Linked DNA regions of Zea mays: region 2 is linked to region 1. The links are chromatin contacts, called in public Hi-C maps. All regions are on one chromosome and are shown on one strand. The core of a region is the stretch at or near the end of the contact, and the rest is flanking DNA. Distances in the headings are between cores, read along the strand shown.

What was found. A called contact is a pair of places that touch in the nucleus more often than the background predicts.
Region 2: a contact with region 1 is called in a Hi-C map of ear, with 1.9 times the contacts expected there. The contact joins the enhancer-like site here to the promoter of LOC100282765 in region 1. A contact is called at or near these places in 2 of 25 Hi-C or Micro-C datasets (ear and endosperm).

Annotation. Positions count from the first base shown.
Region 1 is chr4:135,557,427-135,561,924 of Zm-B73-REFERENCE-NAM-5.0, reverse strand. LOC100282765 (N-acetylglucosaminyltransferase III) reads left to right here and starts at 2,506. Exons shown (of 2, transcript NM_001317937.1): 1 at 2,506-2,935; 2 at 4,181-4,498. The coding sequence starts at 2,870.
Region 2 is chr4:135,693,829-135,698,425 of Zm-B73-REFERENCE-NAM-5.0, reverse strand. No RefSeq gene overlaps it. Among protein-coding and RNA genes, the nearest start is that of LOC103653711, 54 kb to the left of the region's middle. Within about 2 kb of position 2,890, at least 17 of the 20 cell types and tissues checked have an H3K27ac peak or open chromatin away from gene starts, as enhancers often do. A contact at or near this core is called in ear and endosperm, where this site is marked.

The DNA of each region.
Region 1 (4,498 bases), core at 1,257-3,756:
ATTTTACTGGGAAACTCAGTCAGAACATAGTGACATCTACAGCTGCATCAGGGGCATAAGATGAGGTAGAAACTGATCGCGTGTCTAGCGGTTGCTACAGATCGGCAGAAACTCCGATGACTATTACAAATATGATCAACTATTCACATGATTTTGCATTATTCTCTTAAGTGCTTTCTGAGACTAGAAACAACACTGGTTACCTATGTACTCTTTATATGCAGATAATGCTATATCTCAGTTCCGACCTCAATGGACAGACCCGTCCCCTGTGGATGACTCTGCAATGAACAGTGAATAGCTAACAAACAACAATCGGCAATAGATGAACGATCGGTGATAGACGATGGAACGATCAGCGTGTCCCGTAACTATTCCCAAGAGTAAGTCACAAAGAATATAAGTTGTTTGTTGATCACTCTGTTAAAAAAAATCTTGCTACATTTGATTATGCATAGTCCCATGTGTATACATTTGACCAATAATTTCCGATGCAACATATCCTTAGAATCCTTCAACTTTATGATAGACCGCCTCGCCTCGCCATTGCTGTCAGACTTCATTTCGATTAGAATTATTGCCTCTTAATTACCGTAATGTTAGCACGAGCACCTTACTAGTATAGTTGAGTATGATACTTAGTTATTCAATCATCCCAAACAGTCTTCGTTTGGTTGGCCCTACCGCTCAACGCTACGACATGCTGTCCTGCTCACATAGGTGAACGCCCAGCGTCATCCTATGCTATCCTACTCTCGGACATAAGCCGTAAAGTGGTTGTTGGCCTGCTACGATCACGTACGGTAGTTCTCAAGTCAGAACAGAATACATTCAAAACTTAATTTCTGTCGGGGTAACCCCACCATGTTGCCAATTCGCCAAAGGATCGGGCAGTACTGCAAGACGCCGGAACACGCCATCGACGATTGACCTTCGCACGTACGCGCATGTGTATATCATAGACATGGAGCTAGCTAATTGTCGTTTGTTGTTTGGTCCATCGGTAGTCGTTGCTTCGGTCTACTGCCTGTCAGGAGTTTGTTTAGGTTATTGCACGAGATCTATATTGATAGTGTACTTAGTGTCTTTTTTATCAAAGAATGTTCGGAAAAAAACTGTATAAGATGATACAGTGGGGCAAGTAAGTTTTTTTTATGATTCTAGTTAATAATCTTATTTTGAACCTTTCAAAATATGTAAGCTTTTGGCTAGGGTCCATGAAAAGGCTGAAATCTTAGGCACGGGTCCGTGAAAGTGGCAACCGAGGCAAAACCAAAACGGATCGGGGGTAAAAGCACCCGTCTTTTCCCCCCGAAACACGTAGCCGGACCCGGACGAAATCCTGTCCCAGACAACGACCGGCATACGCTGGGAAGCCTGCCTGTCTGGCGTCTGCCGGATGTAGCTCTGCTTGTTTTGAAGAGAAGATTTCTACGATGTGGTTCTGCTACCTAAGAACTGCCATATTATTTATGGCCTAGTTTTGAAGGTAACACTTGTGCTTCTCAACACACTTGAAAATGAACTTGCATAATAATAATAATACGTATATAGGCCAGTTGCCTAGGCCTAGCCGGCTAGCCCACAGAAGAAGGAACAGGTTCGCTTTGTTTTCGCTGGCTTTCTGTTGTTCTTTCGCTCCAACACGACACAAAAAAGCAGTCTGTCAGAGAGAGAGTGAGAGTAAATGCTATAGAGTCACAGGATAGAGACATCGTACGCGGAGAAAAAGACGACACACGGTACTCACATGATCCATCATCATTTGATCACACAGCCTCCTCCAAAAGAAGAAGAAAAAAAAGAAAAAAAAGAAAGTGAGAAAAAATAACACTCGTACAGCCAAAGCACACCGTCATGAGCTTACACGAAGCATCCCCGCAGCCGCAGGCAGAGCCGAGCGAGATGCCCTTATCATTACTACACCTCAATCTCATCTCATCTCAGAGGGGAATCCCCACCGCCATTATCTCAGCTCCAAATCCAACCTGCACAACAGGCTGAAGATGAGCGTGAGCTGGAGCCTCCTCTCCGAACAGACACAGCCAAGGCCAAGCCGAACGATAAACAGAGGAGCTAAATACGGAAGACATTTTAAATAAGTTCAGTCTTCACTCCTCGTTATACCCAAAAAAAAAAACTTGTCTCTTTCGCTTCATGCCTTCATAATCAAATACAGATAGGTGATTTTGAAATTTCACATAATCTTTTCTTTTATAGTAGATAGATGATTAAATAAATAGGCCTAACACGACAGGGTCTTGATCGGCGCCTTTTATTAATAAGCAAGAAGATGGTGGTGGATGGCCCCCAGCACGAGGACAAACAAAGACCAGCTCTCCGCTCCGCCGCACCTCTCCCCTCTTCGCCCAGCCGCTGCCACGCCCACGCGCAATCAGAACTGCAGGCCAGCACCACCTCCACCCCCCCCCCCCCCCCCCCCCCCCCCCCCCCCCCGAACGGCTATAATTAGGCGGTTGCCGGAATCCCCTCTGTCTCGCACCGCAGCAATTCCCCGGCCCCTTCGCACCGTTTCCCTCTGCGCTCCCACCCCCCGCCCCCCGAAATCACCGCCGCGCCCCGCGTCTCGCCCACGCTCACAAGGAAAGGAGGGGAGGAGACCGGGGCCCAGACGCCAACGCGCGGACCCCTCGAGTAGGGCGAGGTCCGGGCTCCGCTCCCGGTTTCCGGGGAGAGTGCGGAGGACCCCCATCGTGCGCGCCATTGAACTCTGCTCCCGGCTGCTCGCCGGGGAGAGGGCGGAGGACCCGATCGTGCCGTCTCAACCCGCTCCGCACCCGCGCGGCCGCGGGCGTGGTGCTCCCGCGCCTTCCGGGCGCCTCCTGCTTCTCCGTGCGCCCTCGGCTCCATGGAGGCCGGCTACTGCAACCGCAAGAAGACCGACGGCATCTGCGAGTCAGTCTGCGACAGCGAGGTGAGGCACCGCTCCGGCTCCAGCCAGACAGATCTGTCCCTTTCCCTACCGCTCCGCCGCGTGTAACGCCTCTGCGGATCGCCTGGTCCGCCGGGGGGAGACGCGGACGCGGTCGTCGCGGTGCTTGTCTTTTCCTCTTCCACGCTGCTTAAACGCGTTTTGCTCCACGCTGAGCTGCTTGCTTGCTTCGACCTTTTCACCGCTCCAGTTGCGCGGCGTGTTCGCGGCGGCTGCTATTTTGCCGATCTCAGCAGGGTTGCTGTCTTGGATCGGGTGCTCGTGAGATTTCCACAGCCTGGGATCGCATATGCTCGCTTAATTGCGTCCGCGGCAGGCATCTTCCACCTGCCGCGGGTGCTGTGGATTAGGTGGTGCTAAACAAACTGGGGCGCCTGGATGCTTCCGGCTGCGCTAGAATCTCTCCACCTGTATGGATCGGGTCGTCTGCCTAATACCGGAATGAATCTGTCTCTCCACCTGTAAAAGTTTCCAGCTTTTTTTTTTGAACAATCCCCGATTGGTTCCCGTGCCGTAGATGGTGAGGGTTCATGCCGCAAAAGTAATTTTACAGGCTGTTTCCTTCCTTTATATGATACACAAATAAAATTAGCTGATGATTGCTTTCCTCTGTTGGTGGATCCGCACCAGCCTATCACTGATAGATATATTGTTTTCAAAACAGAAAATGCGCATATTCCACCAGACCACCGCTTACTTCTTTAATCTACTGCACATGCATTGTTTTGATGGCCTTTAACACAGCTGCACACTCACGGCGCGGCGGATATTTTAGAAGCTCGTGTTCTCAACATAGGAGTTTGTGATGGCTGTGATGTTCCCTATGTTCAGCCGTTGGATTCATGGTGCTATGTCGTGTCCAGCCAGCTTTGTGCTTGAATAAATAAATGCTCATACGCTCATGTAGCCAGTATTTGCCGTTCTCATGTTTAGTAAATTAAGGCATGTTCCTTCTTTTTGTGTAGCATTTGTTTCGGCAAAACTCAATGATGCCTCTGTCTACAATGCACTAGGTTTCAGTGTTTTTTAACCTCTGGTTGAGTTAGTGCTGCAAAAGTGATCTCCTGACTCTTGACTTTGGAATGATCAGCACTGTTTCAGAGTACAGTTCATTGTATCTGTCACATGTTGTAGCTTTCCAGTTTACTTCTAGTTTAATTTATGCCTTGTTATGATGTGTATTGGTGCATGTCTGATTTCTTATTTGCTCCCTGATACTGTCTGCAGTTTGGCTCGAAGTCAGTCCTGAGCATGTCAAGGCTGAAGTGCGCACTGCGGGGATTTGATCTGAGGGTTCTCTTGATCCTACTGATTGGTGTGCCAATTTTGATCTTTGCCATATATGTGCATGGCCAGAAGGTGACTTACTTCCTCCGACCAATCTGGGAGAAGCCCCCAAAGCCCTTCACAATACTCCCTCACTATTACCATGAAAATGTCTCGATGGGTAACCTATGCAAGTTGCATGGATGGAAAGTCAGGGAGACTCCACGCCGTGTCTTTGATGCCGTGCTCTTCAGCAATGAGCTTGACATCCTTGATATC
Region 2 (4,597 bases), core at 1,641-4,140, 140 kb before region 1:
GGATCTAGCAAGGCCATGGCGGCTACGGCGGCAGAAGAGCGTGGAGAACCCAAGGGCGAAAGGGCACAGCGAGTGATGAGAATGGCTACCACGCTCGGGGGAGTCCTTTTTTAAAGAAAGATTCCCCCACTGACGCACCGAGACGCCACAGAAGATCTCGCCCGACGCGCACCAGGGTGACCCAGCCTCTGACACGGGGGCCTGGGCCCACGAGTCATACTCCTTGGGCGTCGGCCTCCGTGTGTAGAGAAGGCGAACAGCCGCGTGAGCAACACGCCACCGCCCACGGTAATGCGCCTCTTCATCTCCGCCGAAAGCAGTGGCCTAGCCTCTGGCGCGGGGGCTCGGGCCCACGAATTATACTCCTTGGGCGTCGGTCTCCGTGTGCGGAGAAGGTGAACCGTCGCGTGAGGAGCACGCCACCGTCTGCGGTAGTGTGCCTCTTCATCTCCGCCGAAAGCAGCGGCCCAGCCTCTAACACGAGGGCCCGGGCCCACGAGTCATACTCCTTGGGCGTCGGCCTCCGTGTGCGAAGAAGGCGAACCGCCGCGTGAGGAGCACGCCACCATCTGCGATAGTGCGTCTCTTCGCCCCCGCTGAAACCAACAGCCCAGTCTCTAACATGGGAGCCCGGGCCCACGAGTCATCCTCCATGGGCTCCGATTCCTAGGTGCAGAGAAGTAAAACCACCGCTCGCGTCAGTACCGCGCCTCCTCGAGGCCTCCGCAGAAGACAGAGAAAGTAAATTTTCAAAACCAATGTAGCGGTATCGAGGCACCCCGCGTGTGGACCAGCAAAACCATCAATTGCGGAGGCCACAAGTCAGTCAGCCGCGGGGACAGGCGCGGCAGTTGGCGTGACCGAGGGTGGGCTGGCAGTAATTACGACAGCGGGTGCACGGAAGCAGCGCGCCAATCGACAATCTAGCTTTGGCCTCGCCTGCAGGCTCGTATCCTCCCCTGAGGCGAGCCCGGGGGCCACTGTCGGTACCCTGGAACAGGGGTACCCGTTACTACAGTATGAAGGTGCGGCGTCCATGCGGCTATCTTTAGTCGCGTGGCGAACAACTCCTGACCCTACCACGTGGACGGCTCCAGGGCCACCACGTGGCCAGGAAAGACAATATACTCCATGGTGTCAAGAGTGGGTCCGGACCCCCACGGGAATGTGCCGGACCCCTGGATACATAGCCCGAACCTCCGGGTAGGGTCCATGACATTCGTGAGTACAGACTGGACCCCCAAGACGTGTCCCGGACCTCCCTGTGTGGGGCCCAGGTCACTCACAACAAGGTCCCAGGATTCTAGGAGAAGGAGTACCCAGACCTTAATCAAGGCCAGGCGGGGGTCCGGAGCCGACACGTGTCTGGACCATATTGCGTACGCCTTTGCTCCCCGCTCAGGCGGAGACCCAATGCTGCCACGTGGCCAGCTGCCTGTGACGTAAGCCAACGGGCGGAGCCGGACGTAAGGCCTCTGGGCCGCGTGCATTTATTGTGGGTGAGGCGCACTGCCTGTCAAACTGGCAGGTGATGTGCCGCCTCAGCATTAAATGCGCCCTGTCTACTCCACTGACAAGCGATGTGCCACCTCAGCATTTAATGTGCCCTGTCACTCTGCTGGTGGACAGCGACCAGACCATCCCACAGGCGGCGTGCCTGTCCATTCCCATGGCGGACGGTACGTCCATACTATCGCATGTGCCACGATCATCACCACTCGTATGTTGCTAGGGAATCTTCCGTTGGACGCTAATGCTACGCAGACCACGGATATCAGGGTACAAGGAGATTGCACTAGCGACTAGCATTAGTTGCTCCAAGTATTACATCTGTTATGTTCCTGGGCCCGCATATCGGGGCTCATCACCCTTGTGCGTGTCCTCCTTTGAACTATAAAAGGGAGGGCACACGGCGTTACAAGGTAGACTCAAGCTCACTCAGACACACTTAGACCCAGCTTAGGCTCACAAGTTCATACAAGCTATCAAGCTCAATACATCACACAGTGGAGTAGGGTATTACGCTCCGGCGGCCCGAACCACTCTAAACCCTTGTGTGTTCTTGTGTTCTTCCCGTTTACCAGATAAGCAAAACGCTTAGGCCCCTCCTCATCTTAGGATTTAAGGCGGGTGCATTCCGCCACCCGGCCGGAGATTTCCTCTCCGACAACTCTCCAATGAGATTTGAGTCAATATGATTTTTAATGGATTCCTTTATTATAAAAAATAAATACTTCCTCTAAAATAAAAATAAATAGTAATAATAAAATTTGGTAGTCCAAAAGCAAGAGTGAAACCTTAAAACTAGAGCAGAAGTTAAAAAACATAATATTAGATAGAAGATTCATATATAAATGAATTATCCCAAGTGGAATTATATTTATATTCTCTAAAAGGATTAGTTAAATAATATCTTAATAAAGATTTTACATTAGAAAATATGTTAACAAAACAAATGAATCTAAACTTTTGGACATACTTTAAATTTGAATACACCTTCAGTCTAATACCTTCTAGAAATAAATAGTGGATGTGTATTGCATATTTGAAATGCTTGTTTAAATAATTAAATCATTTATATATGTAAATAAGTAAATTAAATTTTTCTTCCATGCTGGGTCTTTAATGGTGCATTTCGAATTCAGTTGAGATTTAAAATTGATTTGAAACAAGGAAGTGGAATTGAACTTAGAAAATAGAATAAAACATGAAAAAAAGGAGAGAGACTCCCTGCGTCTGGACCAAATTCCCTGGCCCAGTAACGTTTCCACCGACCCATGAGATCCAACATTGTGCAACTCACGTCACCCGTCGCTGGATCGCCTCTAGGCGGGACCCACTGGCCAGTGTTGCTTCCAATCGGGCGCGGGTCTCTGTGTCTGCCGAGTGGGGCCCACTTCGCAGCTCAGCCTCCATCACACGCGTGTGCTTTGAGTCTCTGTCGCGTAGGACCCACCCGATAGCTCAACCTTTTTTCCATGGTAAGGCTGCCTCGAGCAGCACACGCTAAAGAAGCCGGTACCGTATATTTAGCGTTTCTTGCTATCTGTAAGCTCTCCAACAAGGTCCGCTACCATATTCTCTAAAATAACGGACGTCTCTAGCACTAGCAGCTATTAGATGTAGAGGTGCACTGCGCGTTTGGTAAATGTACGTTGTGCTCCTTTTGGCTGATACTAGCTCAGGTCGTGTCTTTTTTATTATATTTTGGTTAATGTCGTACTAAATGTTACCAATAAAGGAGATATAGAGGATTAAATTTAGAGTACGTTGCTGGAGACTAAGAAGATATAGATTACAAAATCTTTTAGAGTGTGCTGTAAAGGATAGAGAATATTCTTTTAGGAGATGGAATTTAGGGGACGTTGCTGGAGACAGTCTATGCTGGCTCCAACAATAGTCTCTAAAGCCTCCTGTACCCTAAATATAGAGGACCAAACGGTCCTCTATACTCTCCACCAGCGTCCTCTAAATGGTCATCTATATTTAGAGGATGTTGTTGGATTCTCTATATATAAAATTTCTCTAAACGGTTCTCTATCCATTTGAATACTTAAAATAACTGGTTTAGCAAAACTAAAATATGTACAATACATTTGAGAATATGATAAATACGTATGTAAAAAATAAAAAATAAAAAATGTCTCTAATATATGTATTTGTGTATAGAGGATGTGGTTTAGATTATGTTGTTTAAGAGAAAGGATATATAGAGGATTAAATCTTTTAAAAAAACTATAAAGGATGAATATAGATGATTAATATAGAGGATGGAGACGGCTAACCGAGGCGCTCCTCTGCAACCGCAGCAATGGAACACGTATCCATCGGCCGTGTTTGGGGTTCGGCATTTCGGCCGAGCCCCTCGGCAACAGACTCCTCTACCGGTATATCTCTACTACTTATTAAGGCTCTAATAGTAGTCTGCCATTCCCATGTTCTGCCATTTCCGTGTTCTGCCATTCCCATCTGCACACTCCACACACATTCCTCTCGTGAAAACCCATTCCCATCTGCACCCTCAACACATGCCATTCCCATCTGCACACTCCACACACATTCCTCTCGTGAGGAGCCATTCCCATCTGCACCCTCAACACACACCCTGCACATGTGGGCCCACGTGACAGCCTCTGTCTCTTTTTTCCCGTCGCGGCTCAAACCCATTCCCATGTTCTGCACACCGCATGCCCTACCATATATGGGCCCACGTGACAGTTATTTTTTCGTTGCAGCTCCGTGTCCTCTCGCGCAAAAAATGTTAGGAGTAGAGACCGTCAAGTGCACTTAACCAGAATTACTTTCTCCGAAGCAGCACAGCTTATAAGCCAGTACCACAATTGTTGGCTGGCCAGTATGGTACTAAAATTTGCAAGTCATGGTCACGTGTTATTTGGTGCAGCTTGGTCGGCGTGGGCTATGTTATTTGGTGCGGCCCATGTCGAATGCCCAGCATGCCTCTGGCCCTGGCCCAGCCTAGAGTTCGAGTCTTTCTCTGCCGCTCTCCCTGCCTAGCGGCCCCCTCCACCTCTCCCTGCAAGCGGCCCCTCGCATCGGTCTCCCGAGAGGCCGAGACGCAGCATCCCCTTCCTCCTTG